Linked DNA regions of Mus musculus: region 2 is linked to region 1. A link is a contact called in public HiChIP or PLAC-seq data. All regions are on one chromosome and are shown on one strand. Each heading gives the region's core, a stretch centred on a gene start, on an enhancer-like site or on the middle of the called end of the contact. The rest is flanking DNA. Distances are from core to core; before and after follow the strand shown.

Region 1 (7,037 bases), core at 3,653-6,152:
CCACTGAGGGCATCAGCTGTGACCTACTGCATCCTAGTAAGAGATGCTGAGGGCTGTGTCCAAGAAAGAACTGGTGGGCCAGGGTCAATGCCATGGTGTTGCATCTCACTCCAGTGCCCTAGCATGGTAGGGATGGTAAGTCTGGAGTTCTCACACATTGTCTAGCGAACTCAGATTCAGCCTCTTAGGCCCCCAGCCTTAGAAGATTCTGGGTCCATTTTTTTCCCCCCGGTGTTGCCCAGGCTGGCTTGTTGGCAGTGTTTGGTAATTGAATTTAAAGCCTCATGAATGCTAGGCAAATACTCTACCACTGAGCTCTATGCCTAACCTGCCAGACTGGTCCTGAACTTGAGATCTGATCCCCTTGCTTCAGATTCCAAATGCTGGGATCATAGGTTTATGCCACTATATCCTGCTAATTTTCTATTTCAGTGATGGAGATTCTGTCTGCATGCTAGGCAAGTCTTCTAAAAAGCCTGAACTACAACCTGTCTCGTGTCTGCTACTTCTTATCTCTCCGCCTGCCTCTGTCTACTCAGGACCCCAGATCCTGCGGGAGGTGGGGGGAGGTAGTGTAAAAAAGATGTTACCAACATGGGGTGGTCTTGAGAAGCCGTGCTTTGGGGTAGTTTTGGGGTAGAGCTGCCTCACCACGACCACCACCACCACCACCACCACCAAGCAGATCCTTCAGCCTCTTCCTGATGCTAGCTCCTAGCCCAAGAAGTTTAGCGTAGTCTCAAAGGCCAGTGGGGTCTGACTGCTCTTGTGGGTTCCATGAAGATTCATCCCTGCTTCCCAGACAGGCCCAGCCCTAAAAACTAACAGAGACCTCTGATGCCTTCTGCCGATTGATTTTTTTTTTTTTTTGTCTCATTCCTTTTAGATAGTCTCACTGCCCCCAAGCTAGCTAGCCTGCAAGATCATGCAATACCTGTTTTCTCCTCTTCTTCCCCATCCACCTCCCTTTGTTGCTAGGGTTACAGGCTCACCCTGCTTTGTCCAGCTTTTTTTTGCATGGATGCTGGGGTTCTATACTCAGGTTCTCAAGCTTGTACAGCAAGCCCTCCTACTGAGCCTCTCCCAGCCTCCAAGTCTTAATATTTATTCTTCATCCATAACAGATGGGGAGAGCCTTGGGGTCTCACCTACCCACTGCTCCATGAATATCTGTCTTTTTCCAGGCTTCCTGGGCCCCATAAATACCCCCTTTCTGGTTCTCAGGCCTTGAATGGGTTAAACTTTGAATTTTCCTAAGCTCCCAATCAAGTTATAAACCACTCTGGCCAGGTGGGAGGACTGGTGACTGGGGACTCCTAGTGAAGAGGGAATGGGCGTCTTCCCACCTCTCCCTCCACCTGTCTCCCTTTTCCCTCGGAGTAACATTCCTACAAGGCCCACAGTATGCCCATCTCACTTGTAGGGCTCACTCTTGGGCTTGATGAGCCTGTGGGACTAACGACCCTTCACTAGAGACTGGTCAACTACTATAGGTAGGATTGCCTGCTGAGAACTAGGGTACAGCTCAGTGGTAGACCTTGCTTAACAAGTTACAGGCCCTGGGTTTGTCCCTAGTAGCACAGAAATATAGAGCCAGGCTTGCAGGCAGGGTCTGGCCTGCTGTAGAGGGGCACATAGGCATATATTTGTCTGTCCTGAGCTCAGCTCTGCATTCTTGCTGTCATACCAAGACACTCTCTCAGGGTGGGACTTTCTGGTGTGAGGTACAGAAGAGGGGTTTGATCTTCAATGTTCAGCTAACAAACATCCTCTACCCCTATTAATGTCACCTTTAGTAGTAGAAAGGACAAGATAAAACATAAAGTCCAGTTTTATCAGTGGCTAGCACGCGCGCGCGCGCGCACACACACACACACACAAAGTCTTTGGGAGAAGGCTGTGCCTGAGGCTCAGCCTCACTATTCCTTCAGTGCACTGTTTGATGGCTGTGTTGATGGCTTGCCGTCCTTGGCTGCTGGAATGTCAAAGGAGGTTCATCCAGATTGCAAGCACCACCAGATTCCACGAAGCTCTGCCCTTGTTGAGCCTGGTACGCTCTTCATCCAGTGTCTAGAGTAACCAGTGGTTACAGGGGTGGAGTATTCATGTCCCTAGGGCAATGAGGGCTGCTCTGGATTCCCATCAGCTGTGTGCCAGATTCTGCCAAGCTGGTTGAGGGGAAGCCTTGGCAAGTTCCCAGGAGAAGGGGGAGGAGCAGAAGCTGGGGCAAGGTTCAGGTTCCCTTCTCAAACCTTACTGCTGTTAATCCGGCCATCACAGCTTCTTCCCTCCCTGTTGAAGGTCACCATCACCTATGGGGTATTCATTCTTCCATCTGCTCTCCTGATGCCGCCCATGCCAGTCCTTCACTATCTGCGTCTCATCCCTTCCATATCCTTTCCTGGTGCTCTTGAAAAATAATCATAATCACAATAATTAATAACAACAGAGCCCGCTGCAAGTCTTAAAGAGGCAGCACCTATTTTCTGCTGGCAGAGCCAGCAGTACCTCTGTAGCTAGCAGCTAGGATGCCACCATGCCTGAGCCTTTGTTTCTGTCCCTCCCTCTGCCAGGGTTGGAGGGTGGTACTGGGGCACATGTTTCTGCCTGTGTCCTCCAACAGGCCCTGGGCCTCTGAGATTTTAATTGAACTGTCTTTTCTTAGAGATAGATGCTTTCCACATCCAGCTGCCTGTGTGCATCGGGAAGCTGGCCTGTAATCCTGTGTGGGGAAATTAAAAGGCATAGCAGCTGGACTGATTAGATGGGGCAGGGACAGAGCAGGCAGGGAGGGGACACTGTTCATGGCTCCCCTCTTTAGATGATGTCTCTGGTAATGCATTGCATTTTGGGGAATGTGTTGCAGGGATACACACACACACACACACACACACACAACTCCAGCCGTAGAAATGTTAATGATATCCACAGGACACTCAGCAGGAAATGAGAGTGATCTGGGACTAATAAAAACCGAAATGTAATTTGTGCAGATATATGAGGGAGGCAGATGTAGCCTTCAGAGCAGTCCGGGTTTGTGCGTTCTTGGCTTATAAACACACACCCAGGGAGGGCAGGGAGCTGGCATTTTGTGTCCTGGTCTTAGAAATGGCCCAGCAGCCATCCTGAGCAGGTGTTGCATTCCCCCCCCCCAACCCCCGCATCCAGAGTGTGCTCTGCTCTGGGAAGATGGGGCAGGAGGCACCAGGCTGCCCTGCCTCCAGCCCTTCTGGAATGGCAGGCACCACTTCGTGTTTCATCCAAAGGGCAGGTAGGCACTGTCCTAGTGAGGGGCTAGAGACATGTGCTGAGTTGGGGGTGGGATAGGCAGAAAGCTTTAACAATCTGGAGAAGAGGAAAGTTGTATTCGGGGCAGCTGGGTCAGTCCTACTGCTCTGAGCTCTGGAGGCTCTGGCTGCCTGGGAGTGCCCTGTTCAACTGGATGGAGCTCTTTTACCCCCCTTCCTTGGGTCAGTTCCCAGACAAAGGAAGGAAAGCACCTTTGTGGGATCCAGACTAAAGGGAGGCTGGATCTCCCTGCCAATAGCTCCCACTCCTGCCTTTCACTCCTGTCCCTGTGAGGCACTTACCTCTCTTCCCCCACATTTAGTTCTTGACAAACCAACCAAACCCCTGACACCTTTGTGGTCTATGGCAGTGTGTTTTGGGACAAGAACTGTTCCTTCCTAGAGGCTTGGGCTGCTCAGACCCAGAGAGCTTGAACATCCTGCCTTCACCCTGCGTGGTGGCTGGGTAAACCCTGAATCTGTGGGATGTGGTGCCAATAGTCAGCCTTCTTTGTGATTTCTCCAAAGCTTGGGGGGCATTCCTGTTTTTCACCACTGAGGATTTTCTGGGGTAACCAAAGCCAATCGGTTGAAGGAAACCAGCCGAGATAGCCAAGCCTGGATTGTGACTCCACAAAAGCCCCTGGTCTACCTGCCCCTGCCTTCCATATGAGTGCTGTCTGTACCATCCCTGACCTGGGAAAGTTCGGAGGAGCTCATTGGGGAGGGACAGAGAACAGGAAGGGTCGTGTGCTGCTCTCCAGTGGCCAGGGGACTGTGTCTTTGTCCCCTATTAGTATGCATCCCCACACTCTGGACTGCATAATCTGTTTATGCACCTATGATACCAAGAACAGGAGGCAGGTGCTACCATCCTTCATTCCCAGGAGTCCGGGGAGGGGATGCTTAGCAGCCCCCAGTCAACATCTGCCAGAAGGGACAGAGTCCAGATGGCACTACAGGGGAGGCGTGTGTGAGCGTGCATGGACATGTGCCTGATAGGTCCTTTGTACATGTGTGGATTCCTGTATGTGCAGTTACAGTGGCCTGGAATGCCACCTCTCCCCAATTGGGGAGGGGTCCTCACGGGTGCTCAGTGTGGCTGAGTCACGCTTAGGTACGGCTACACAAAGACTAAGATGATGGGATCCAGCAGGCCCCCAGGGAACAGTGGAATTGCTCTGCTAAATGATTTTGAGCTGTCTACAAGGGCTGGGCGTGGTAGTACAGACGAGCTGATAGAGAGGAGGAGCTGGCAAGAGGGGCCTGGAGTGGCCATTCATTGTGACTTGCTCTGTGTAGCCTGTTTGGACTGTCCATTTCAGCGGGAGCTCACCGTAGAAGCAGGATTTTAGAGCATACCTCTCAGACCCAGAGGCTGTCAGTATGTGCAGAGCTGGTGGGAGGGTGCCGGGGAGGGATGCTGACTGAGGCAGCGAGCAAACCGTGGCCCATCTGAATTGTTTCCCCTCTGCACCATCCTTTCTCTTCACAGATAACCAGCCCGAGTCATGCAGTCTTTTCGAGAAAGGTGTGGTTTCCATGGCAAACAGCAAAACTACCCACAGACCTCCCAGGAGACATCGCGCCTGGAGAACTACAGGCAGCCGGGTCAGGCTGGGCTAAGCTGTGATCGGCAGCGGCTGCTGGCCAAGGACTACTACAGCCCTCAGCCCTATACAGGCTATGAGGGTGGCACTGGTACACCTTCTGGCACGGTGGCCACAGCAGCTGCAGACAAGTACCACCGAGGCAGCAAATCCCTGCAGGGGAGGCCAGCTTTCCCCAGCTATGTTCAAGACAGCAGCCCCTACCCAGGGCGCTACTCTGGCGAGGAAGGTCTTCAGACCTGGGGGGGCCCACAGCCACCGCCTCCTCAGCCACAGCCTCTGCCCGGGGCAGTGAGCAAGTATGAGGAGAACCTGATGAAGAAGACAGTTGTGCCTCCTCCAAACAGGCAGTACCCTGAGCAGGGCCCCCAGCTTCCCTTCCGGACTCACAGCCTGCATGTCCCACCACCACAGCCTCAGCAGCCCCTGGCTTACCCCAAACTCCAAAGGCAGAAACCACAGAACGACCTTGCCTCCCCTCTGCCCTTCCCCCAGGGCAGCCACTTTCCCCAGCATTCCCAGTCCTTCCCTACCTCCTCCACTTATGCCCCAACAGTGCAGGGTGGTGGGCAGGGGGCCCACTCCTACAAGAGCTGCACAGCACCATCTGCCCAGCCTCATGATAGGCCGATGAGTGCCAATGCGAACCTGGCTCCAGGGCAACGGGTCCAGAATCTTCACGCTTACCAGCCTGGCCGCCTTGGCTACGAGCAGCAGCAGCAAGCACTTCAAGGCCGTCACCACACCCAGGAAACACTCCACTACCAGAACCTCGCCAAGTACCAACACTATGGACAGCAAGGCCAGGGCTACTGTCCACCGGACACAGCTGTCAGGACTCCAGAGCAGTATTACCAGACTTTCAGCCCGAGCTCCAGCCACTCCCCTGCACGGTCTGTGGGTCGCTCCCCTTCCTATAGCTCCACCCCGTCACCACTGATGCCCAATCTGGAGAACTTCCCCTATAGCCAGCAGCCGCTTAGTACTGGGGCCTTCCCCACAGGCATCACAGACCACAGCCACTTTATGCCCCTGCTTAACCCGTCCCCAACAGATGCTGCCAGCTCTGTGGACCCCCAGGCCGGCAACTGCAAGCCCCTGCAAAAGGAGAAGCTGCCTGACAACTTGCTCTCCGACCTCAGCCTGCAGAGCCTCACAGCGCTCACCTCCCAGGTGGAAAACATCTCCAACACCGTGCAGCAGCTCTTGCTGTCCAAAGCTACCATGCCACAGAAGAAAGGGGTCAAGAACCTCGTGTCCAGGACTCCAGAGCAGCACAAAAGCCAGCACTGTAGCCCTGAAGGCAGCGGCTACTCAGCTGAGCCAGCGGGCACACCGCTGTCTGAGCCGCCGAGCAGCACGCCACAGTCCACCCATGCTGAGCCACAGGACACTGACTACCTGAGTGGCTCTGAGGACCCGCTAGAGCGCAGCTTCCTCTACTGCAGCCAGGCCCGGGGCAGCCCCGCCAGGGTCAACAGCAACTCCAAGGCTAAGCCCGAGTCTGTGTCCACCTGTTCTGTGACCTCACCTGATGACATGTCCACCAAGTCCGACGACTCTTTCCAGAGCCTGCACAGTACTCTGCCCCTGGACAGCTTCTCCAAATTTGTGGCAGGCGAGCGGGACTGCCCGCGGCTGCTGCTCAGTGCCCTGGCACAGGAAGATCTGGCCTCCGAGATCCTGGGACTGCAGGAAGCCATTGTTGAGAAGGCTGACAAGGCCTGGGCTGAGGCTTCCAGCCTGCCCAAGGACAATGGCAAGCCACCCTTCTCACTGGAGAACCATGGCGCCTGCCTGGACACTGTAGCAAAGACTTCATGGTCACAGCCAGGGGAGCCAGAGACCCTCCCTGAGCCTTTGCAGCTGGACAAGGGTGGCAGCACCAAGGACTTCAGCCCGGGGCTGTTTGAAGACCCCTCTGTGGCCTTTGCCACCACTGACCCGAAGAAAACAAGCAGTCCCCTGTCCTTCGGCACCAAGCCTTTGCTAGGGACTGCCACTCCTGACCCCACCACAGCAGCATTTGACTGCTTTCCAGATACACCCACTGCCAGCTCGGTGGATGGTGCCAACCCCTTTGCCTGGCCAGAGGAGAACCTGGGCGATGCTTGTCCTCGTTGGGGCCTCCACCCTGGTG
Region 2 (6,939 bases), core at 3,209-5,708, 200 kb after region 1:
TGAATTATTTCCTGGTGTCACTTTTGGGGACAGGGGAGGGGGACCACTCTACAAGCAGGTGGACAAGGGAAGTGGTACCAGGCTCCACTTGCTCATTATACAAACGAGAGCAGAAGTGGGGTGAGGTAGGTGACTTGAAGACATCAGCTATGAGAAGAGGGATTGCTTCGATAGAGAACAGTGTGGATGAGAACAGCCGGAGTCTCGCCCCGGTGCAGTGGAGGAAGGAAGAGCCTCGGGGTGGGGAGACTCCTTGAAAGTTATCTTAGAAGGTCATTTGGCAGAGGGGAGCCTGTGTGTTAGAAGAATTGGAAGAGTGGGTGGCTATAGATCACCAAGGCCAAACGAAGCCATCATCCTAGAAATGAGACAGTTTTAGGTATCAGAGACTATTTTTTTTTTTAAATCGTGAGACAAGTCTTACTAAGTTGTCCAGGATAGCTTTGAGTTTGGAATCCTCCTGCCTCCATTTCGAAGAAGCTGAGATTGCAAGCCCTTGCCACCGTGGCTGGGGCAAAGCAGAATTCTTTTTAATTTTTTTTATGTATCTCTGTGTTTGTGCGCGTATGTGTGCGAGCACGGCACACATGCATGTATGTAGTGTGTGTTTGCATGTGTGTAGTGTGTGTTTGCATGTGTGTAGTATGTGTTTGCATGTGTTACTGTGCATTGCATGCATGGCACAGCATCAGAGAACAGCTTTCAGAAGTCGGTTCATTCCTTGCACCGTGGAATCCAGGGCTCAAACTCAAGCTGTCAGGTCTGGGCAGCAAATGCTTTTACCCTTTGAGCTGTCTTCCCAGACCAGAACTCTTAATTCATTTTAAATTGCAGGTCTTAGTGAAACGCTAAGGAAAAGCCTGCTTTTCCCTCAAACACCAGTCAAAGGGCAGGAGATGGCTCAGCAGGTAAAAGGCCCTGGCCCTGAAAGCCTGGCAACCTGAGTTCAGTCCTCCAAACACACAGATCAAGCTAGCTGCGGTGCTGTGCCGCTGGAATTTCAGCACTCCTGCTGACAGGGGGAAGCAGACAGAGGCTCTTCCAGAAGCCTGAGGGGCCAGCTAGCCTAGAGTGCATAGCAGTGCCTAGAGTGCCTGGAGTGCATAGCAGTGTGCTGCTGCAGAAACACAAGACCCTGCCTCAGCAAGGGACAAGGTGAACCAACTCATGAAGTAGCCTGACCACAGTGTGCTCTCTCTCTCCCTCTCTCTCCCTCTCTCTCTCTCTCTCTCTCTCTCACACACACACACACACACACACACACACCCTTTGCTGACAGTGGAAATGGACAATTTCAAAGGAAGACAATGTGTGACTTCCGGCTTATCTGGAGGCACTTGTCATCAGGATTGACCTCTGTCTGTGAACTGGACAAGTCCCCAGTTCTTGTCCAGCCACTTCTTTCCTGACATTTCTTCCCTGGCCCCTAGGTACATTAGGTTTGGGAGACCTATATGCCATCCATTCGCACCTTCTGAGGACCAGGCTGGGGCCTGACTCACCCTCGAAACAAGTCCCTCTGGAGAGGCAGGTCATGGACCCCGCTAAACCTGACTCAGTGCCCTGCCTGTATCTCAGCCCACAAGAAGCTGTCCTACAAATGGCGCATCCGGTTGGAGAGATGGCTCAGTAGTTAGGAGCACTGACTGATCTCTCAGAGGTCCTGAGTTCAATCCCCAGCAACCATATAGTGGCTCATAGCCATCTGTAATGGGATCTGATCCCCTCTTCTGGTGTGTCTGAAGACAGTTACAGGGTACTCATTACAAATAAAATAAACAAATACATCTTTAAAAAAGAAAGAAAGAAAGAAAGAAAGAAAGAAAGAAAGGAAAGAAAGAAAAAGACATAGCCCATCCTAGGCCCAGGTGCACCGGCTCAGGTGATCTAACTTTGGGAGCTTCCCAGGTGCCTCCAATGCTCAGCCTAAGTTGAGGCCACATTGTAGAAATTCCCAGGACACATAGCTCTGAGGGCTCCAAGTTTGTTCCTCACAGCTGCCCTCCTACAGCTTGGTCCAGTTCTTCCTATTCATCTACCCCGTTAGGCCTTGATGTACACACCTGGTCTTCAAGCCCAGTGATGCGTGTGCAACTTCCCCAAGTTTACCTGTCCGTATATGGGTACACTACATAAATATGCAGGTGTAGTCCATGCCTGTGATCCTAGCACTTGGAAGGCAGAGGCAGGAAGATCAAAGTTTAAGGTCAATATCGACTACACAGTAAGTTCAAGGCCAGCCTTGAATACACGAGACCCTATCTCAAAAGAAATAAGCAACAGCAAAAAGCAGGGCTGGAAGCTTCCTACATGATAATACATCACTTCATGCTGGTGATACATCCTGAGAATTATGTCACTAGGTGGTTGTCACTGTGGGAACACCATGGTATTGTTAAGTGACTGGAACCTCTGAGCATCACTGTCTGATGGAGCCACTGTCATCCATGCAGTATGTCACTGACTGAGACATCGTTGTGTGGCAATGATCGTACCAGACTGGACAAGTGTGTAAAGCTCTGAGAACATGGCTGTGGTTAGTGGAGATGTGATTTGCTGGTAAAGTTTAATTTACTTTGTTGCTGTCTAAGGTTTTCTTTTTTTCTTTTTCATTTGTGTAGTTTCTGAGTTTTGGTTTGTGGGCTCATTCCAGCCCCAAACTACAAATCTTAGGCTGGCCTCAAACTCCTGATCCTCTTTCATTTGCTCTCTCTGTCGCACAAGTGCCGGGGTTACACGCATGTGCCATCATGCCTGCTATGAGTCTTTATTTATTTATTTATTTATTTATTTATTTATTTATTTCTATTTTATGTGTACGGGTGTTTTGTCTGCCTGTGTGTCCGTGCCCTGCTTACATGCCTGGTACCCAGAGAGGCCAGAAGAGGGCATCAGAGCCTCAGGAACAGGATTTACAGTTTTGAGCTACCATATGGGTGCTGGGAATTGACCCTAGGTTCTCTGGAAAAGTAGCAAGTGTTTTTACCTGCTGAGCTATCTATTCAGCCCTATGAATCAGTTTTTAAAGCTTGATTTGCACAGACTGCCCCCAACCTTGGCTCCCATCTCTCCCGATAAGAATATCTTCCCTCCTCCTGGCACTGTGAAAGAGGCTGGCCCACAGGAGTTTCATCTTCTTCTTCCAGGGAGGTAAGGGTAGGTCTGAGTGCTCTTTTCATGCTTGCCACTTCCAGGTGCCTTTGTATACAGTGTGCCAGAGCAGCAGGCAGCGTCCCCAGAGCTGTCAGAGCTAGCACATGGCAGGCTGACACTTGAACTTGGCCCTTCACCTCTAGACTCTAAGTTTTTACCCATAAAACCAAATCATCACTTCCTACTACACTGTTAACTACTGAGTCCCCCCAAGTGCGGATTTCTATTTGTAGAACTTAAATGCCATCCGGGAAGAGACTGATCTGTCCAACATCGAGAAGAAGCTGACGGAGTGCACTGAGAGCATCGGTGAGCTGTTCAACACACTCATGATCCTGGAGATGCAGCTGGTGGAACAGCTGGAGGTAGAGTCAGACTAGCATATATCCAGGGGCCCCCGCATGCAGCTGCAGAACCCTGCAAGCACGCCCTCCACAGGCTCCTCTCCCCTGTGTCCAGTGTGACCCAGTGGACACACAGGAGAGGACTGGACAGATGGAGACTGGTGGGTCACTAGCACTCACTGGCCAAATGGCTTAGTAAACATGAAGAGTTCCAGGCCAGCGAGAGAAAAAGGCGAACGGTGCCTGAGGTTGTCCTTTGCCTTCATCCAGGGCCACAGGCACATATAATGTGTACACCCCACCATATAATGAGCATGAGCATGTATACATACTCATATGTGAGTGCATGCACGTGCACACATGCACACACACATGTGCACACACACACACACACACCACAAAATCACCTTTTACCAAAATTATTAAAATACCTTAAAGTCAGGGGCTGGGTATAGCTCAGTGCTTGCTTTGCACAGACAAGGCCCTGGATTCCATCCTCAGCAATGCAAAAGAGAGGGGGTGGGGCGAGGAGGGAGAGGAGACAGGAGGAAAAGGAACACACTGCTCTCTTTGCTGCCTCGGAAAGGATTCTTATGGAGAATGAGAGGTGAACTCAGTCCTCTGAAAATCTCCCCTCCTCCATCCTAAAACAGGCTCAGCAGAGTACAGATTTCTTATTAGACCCAAGGGGAAGTTCAGGAGCTTATAAGACAGGTGGACCTGCACTCGGGAGACAAACAAAGGCTCATCAGTGCCGCAGCCTGTGCCTGCTGTCTCGGGGTGGGCGATGTCGGGAGGCTGCCGCTTGGCCCCAACTTGGGAGAATGAAAAAGCCCAGGCATCTCAAGAGCATCTGTGTGCCAGGGTGACTTGTGTGTGTGCACGCAGCCAGGCTGGGGGCTGGACGCTGCATGATGAATTGGACCTCCTCAGATGCTGCCACAGCCGGGCCAAGAGCCGGTGCCTAATCAATTCCTCACACATCAAATGGCACTTCCTACGCAGAATGGATCTGCTGTCGCACAGCACAGCAGCCGCTCGTTTCCCACTGGGAACTGCTCTGCTCAAGTACTGCAGAAGCAGTGCATGCAGGGGAGGGTTGCTGGGGGCTTCCAGTCCTTTCAAGCAGGGAGATTATTTTCAGTGGCCAAACACTTCTCAGGTTCTTGCTCTCATCCTGGCCATGTTGCCAGTCACCTGGTCACCTGAAGCTGGAAGATTCTAGTCCGTGCTTCCAACAACCTTACTTGTATTCATCAAAATGCTGTGCATGAGCGCGCGCGCGCGTGCACACACACACACACACACACACACACACACACACACACACACGAGAATGGGCTCATTTGTACTGCATACAGACAGGTTTTGGGCTCCTGTGATGCCCTGCATCAGTGCTGAGGCTATGAAGGGTCAGGAAAGCGTCTTCCAGAGGAGGGTTCCTAATCACGTTCTTATTACTCTCTCAACAATATTGAGATTTGTTTTGGCCCCAAGTGCTCTGCTAAGCACTAGGGACAGCAGTTAGTTGTTGGAAGTCTAGGGTGACTGTCAGCACTTACCCAAGCTCCTGGATCTGCCAGATATGTGGTAAATCATTATGCATGATATAGCTCATTTACCCCACTAGCCACCATGGTACTACATAGAAAAACTGTCTCATATGTGAGGAAGTAGAGGCCGAGAGAGATTAAATGAGCTCTCTGGAATAGAGCTGGCTCTCGAAATTGCTCTCCATGGCCCTTGTGGAGAGGATGGGCAGATGCTGCTGAGAGGCCTAGAAGGAAAGGCTTCATTCAGGGGGGAGGGGGTGCGGCCAGGATATTTGGTCCTGGTGGAGGCAGCTACATGGGCAAGAGGCCCAGGACAGGGCTGGCAAGATGGTCCTGCTCAGTGGAGAAAGGTTCTTATCACCAAGCCTGATGACCTCAGTTTGATTCCAGGGACCCGTGTGGTTAAGGAAAGGACAGACTCCAGCAAACTGTCCTCTGACCTACACACGCACACACACACACACACACACACACACACACACACACAGAGAGAGAGAGAGAGAGAGAGAGAGAGAAGTGTAAATTAAAAAAATAAAACAAAACAAAACAAAAAAAACAGCCGGGCAGTGGTAGCTCACGATTTTAATCACAGCACTTGGGAGGCAGAGGCAGGCGGATTTCTGAGTTCGAGGCCAGCCTGGTCTACAGAGTGAGTTCCAGGACAGCCAGGGCTACACAGAGAAACTCTGTCTCGAAAACAAAACAAAACAAAACAAAAACAAACAAAACCACACACACACACACACAAAACAAAAAAAAAAACAAAAACAAACAAAAAACCCACCTAAAACCCAGTGGCAGTAGCCATAGAGATGCTTATTGGTTAAAAGCACTTGTTGCTCTTGCAGAGGGCCTGACTTTGGTTCCTAGAACCCTCATGGCAGCTCTCAAAGTTGGTAGCTCCAGTTCTAGAGGATACAGTGCCTCTTTCTGACTTCTGTAGGCACCAGGCAGACACATGGCACATACACATACATGCAGGCAAAATATTCAAATGCATACAATAAGTAAATCTAAAAAAAAAAAAAAAGCAATAGTGACAACATGAACATTCAAGGGGGTGGTGAACTGAGACTGGAAAGCGACAGAACTCTGGGAGCGGGTGAGGGGCAGGGGCAAGGGTCAGTCCTTAGCCATCTGCCCTACAAAGGCAAGGAGTCTGTGATTTGCCGGGCGTGGTGGCGCACGCCTTTAATCCCAGCACTCGGGAGGCAGAGGCAGGCGGATATCTGAGTTCGAGGCCAGCCTGGTCTACAGAGTGAGTTCCAGGACAGCCAGGGCTACACAGAGAAACCCTGTCTTGAAAAACCAAAAAAAAAAAAAAAAAAAAAAAAAAAAAAAAAAAAGAGTCTGTGATTTGAGGTGGTGCAAAGGATGTTGATACACACATTGACTCTCTTTTATATCTTTTCCAGGAGACCATAAACATATTTGAAAGAAATATCACTGACTTGGTGGGACTATTTATTGAAAATGTCCAAAGTCTATATCCTTTCTGTGACAACCCCTACCTTACCCCATGGGAAGGCACCATAGGCTCCTGAGTTTGTCTCGGCCTCTAGAGCAGCTAACGCAGAGGTGCCTAGGCTTTTAACAAAAAAGCAAGGGATAGCTAAGTGGAGAACTTGCTTAGCATAAGTGAAGCCCTGGGTTCAATCCCCAGGACTGAAAGAAAGGGCTAGTCTTGGGCAAATAAGTGGTAGCTGCAGGGCCACGCCCCTTTTTGCTCCTACTACAAGTAAACTGAGCACTTTAGATATATTTCATTCAGTTCTTACCCAAAATACTCTTCGCCCATTGATTTGCAGAAAAACCTACACCCTCATCCCAAAAAAATGTTTCCACTTTCCACGGGGCCCTAGTTCATAGGCATCTCCTTGCTGAAGGTA

Evidence for each region. HiChIP or PLAC-seq counts read pairs in DNA pulled down with a chosen protein or histone mark.
Region 2: an H3K4me3 HiChIP or PLAC-seq map of forebrain shows a contact between it and region 1, with 3 times the contacts expected there. The contact joins two enhancer-like sites. A contact is called at or near these places in 2 of 484 Hi-C or Micro-C datasets (cerebellum and embryonic stem cells) and 5 of 115 datasets of contacts at active chromatin or transcription factors (embryonic basal ganglia, embryonic forebrain, embryonic hindbrain and 2 more).

What each region holds. Positions count from the first base shown.
Region 1 is chr11:60,180,314-60,187,350 of GRCm38.p6, forward strand. Rai1 (retinoic acid induced 1) reads left to right here. Exons shown (of 6, transcript NM_009021.2): 3 at 4,783-7,037. The coding sequence starts at 4,799. Among named protein-coding and RNA genes, the nearest start is that of Mir6921, 17 kb to the right of the region's middle. Within about 2 kb of position 4,903, at least 105 of the 459 cell types and tissues checked have an H3K27ac peak or open chromatin away from gene starts, as enhancers often do. A contact at or near this core is called in cerebellum and forebrain, where this site is marked.
Region 2 is chr11:60,380,828-60,387,766 of GRCm38.p6, forward strand. Drc3 (dynein regulatory complex subunit 3) reads left to right here. Exons shown (of 14, transcript NM_029044.2): 10 at 3,387-3,518; 11 at 6,466-6,536. Among named protein-coding and RNA genes, the nearest start is that of Drc3, 31 kb to the left of the region's middle. Within about 2 kb of position 4,459, at least 66 of the 459 cell types and tissues checked have an H3K27ac peak or open chromatin away from gene starts, as enhancers often do. A contact at or near this core is called in cerebellum and forebrain, where this site is marked.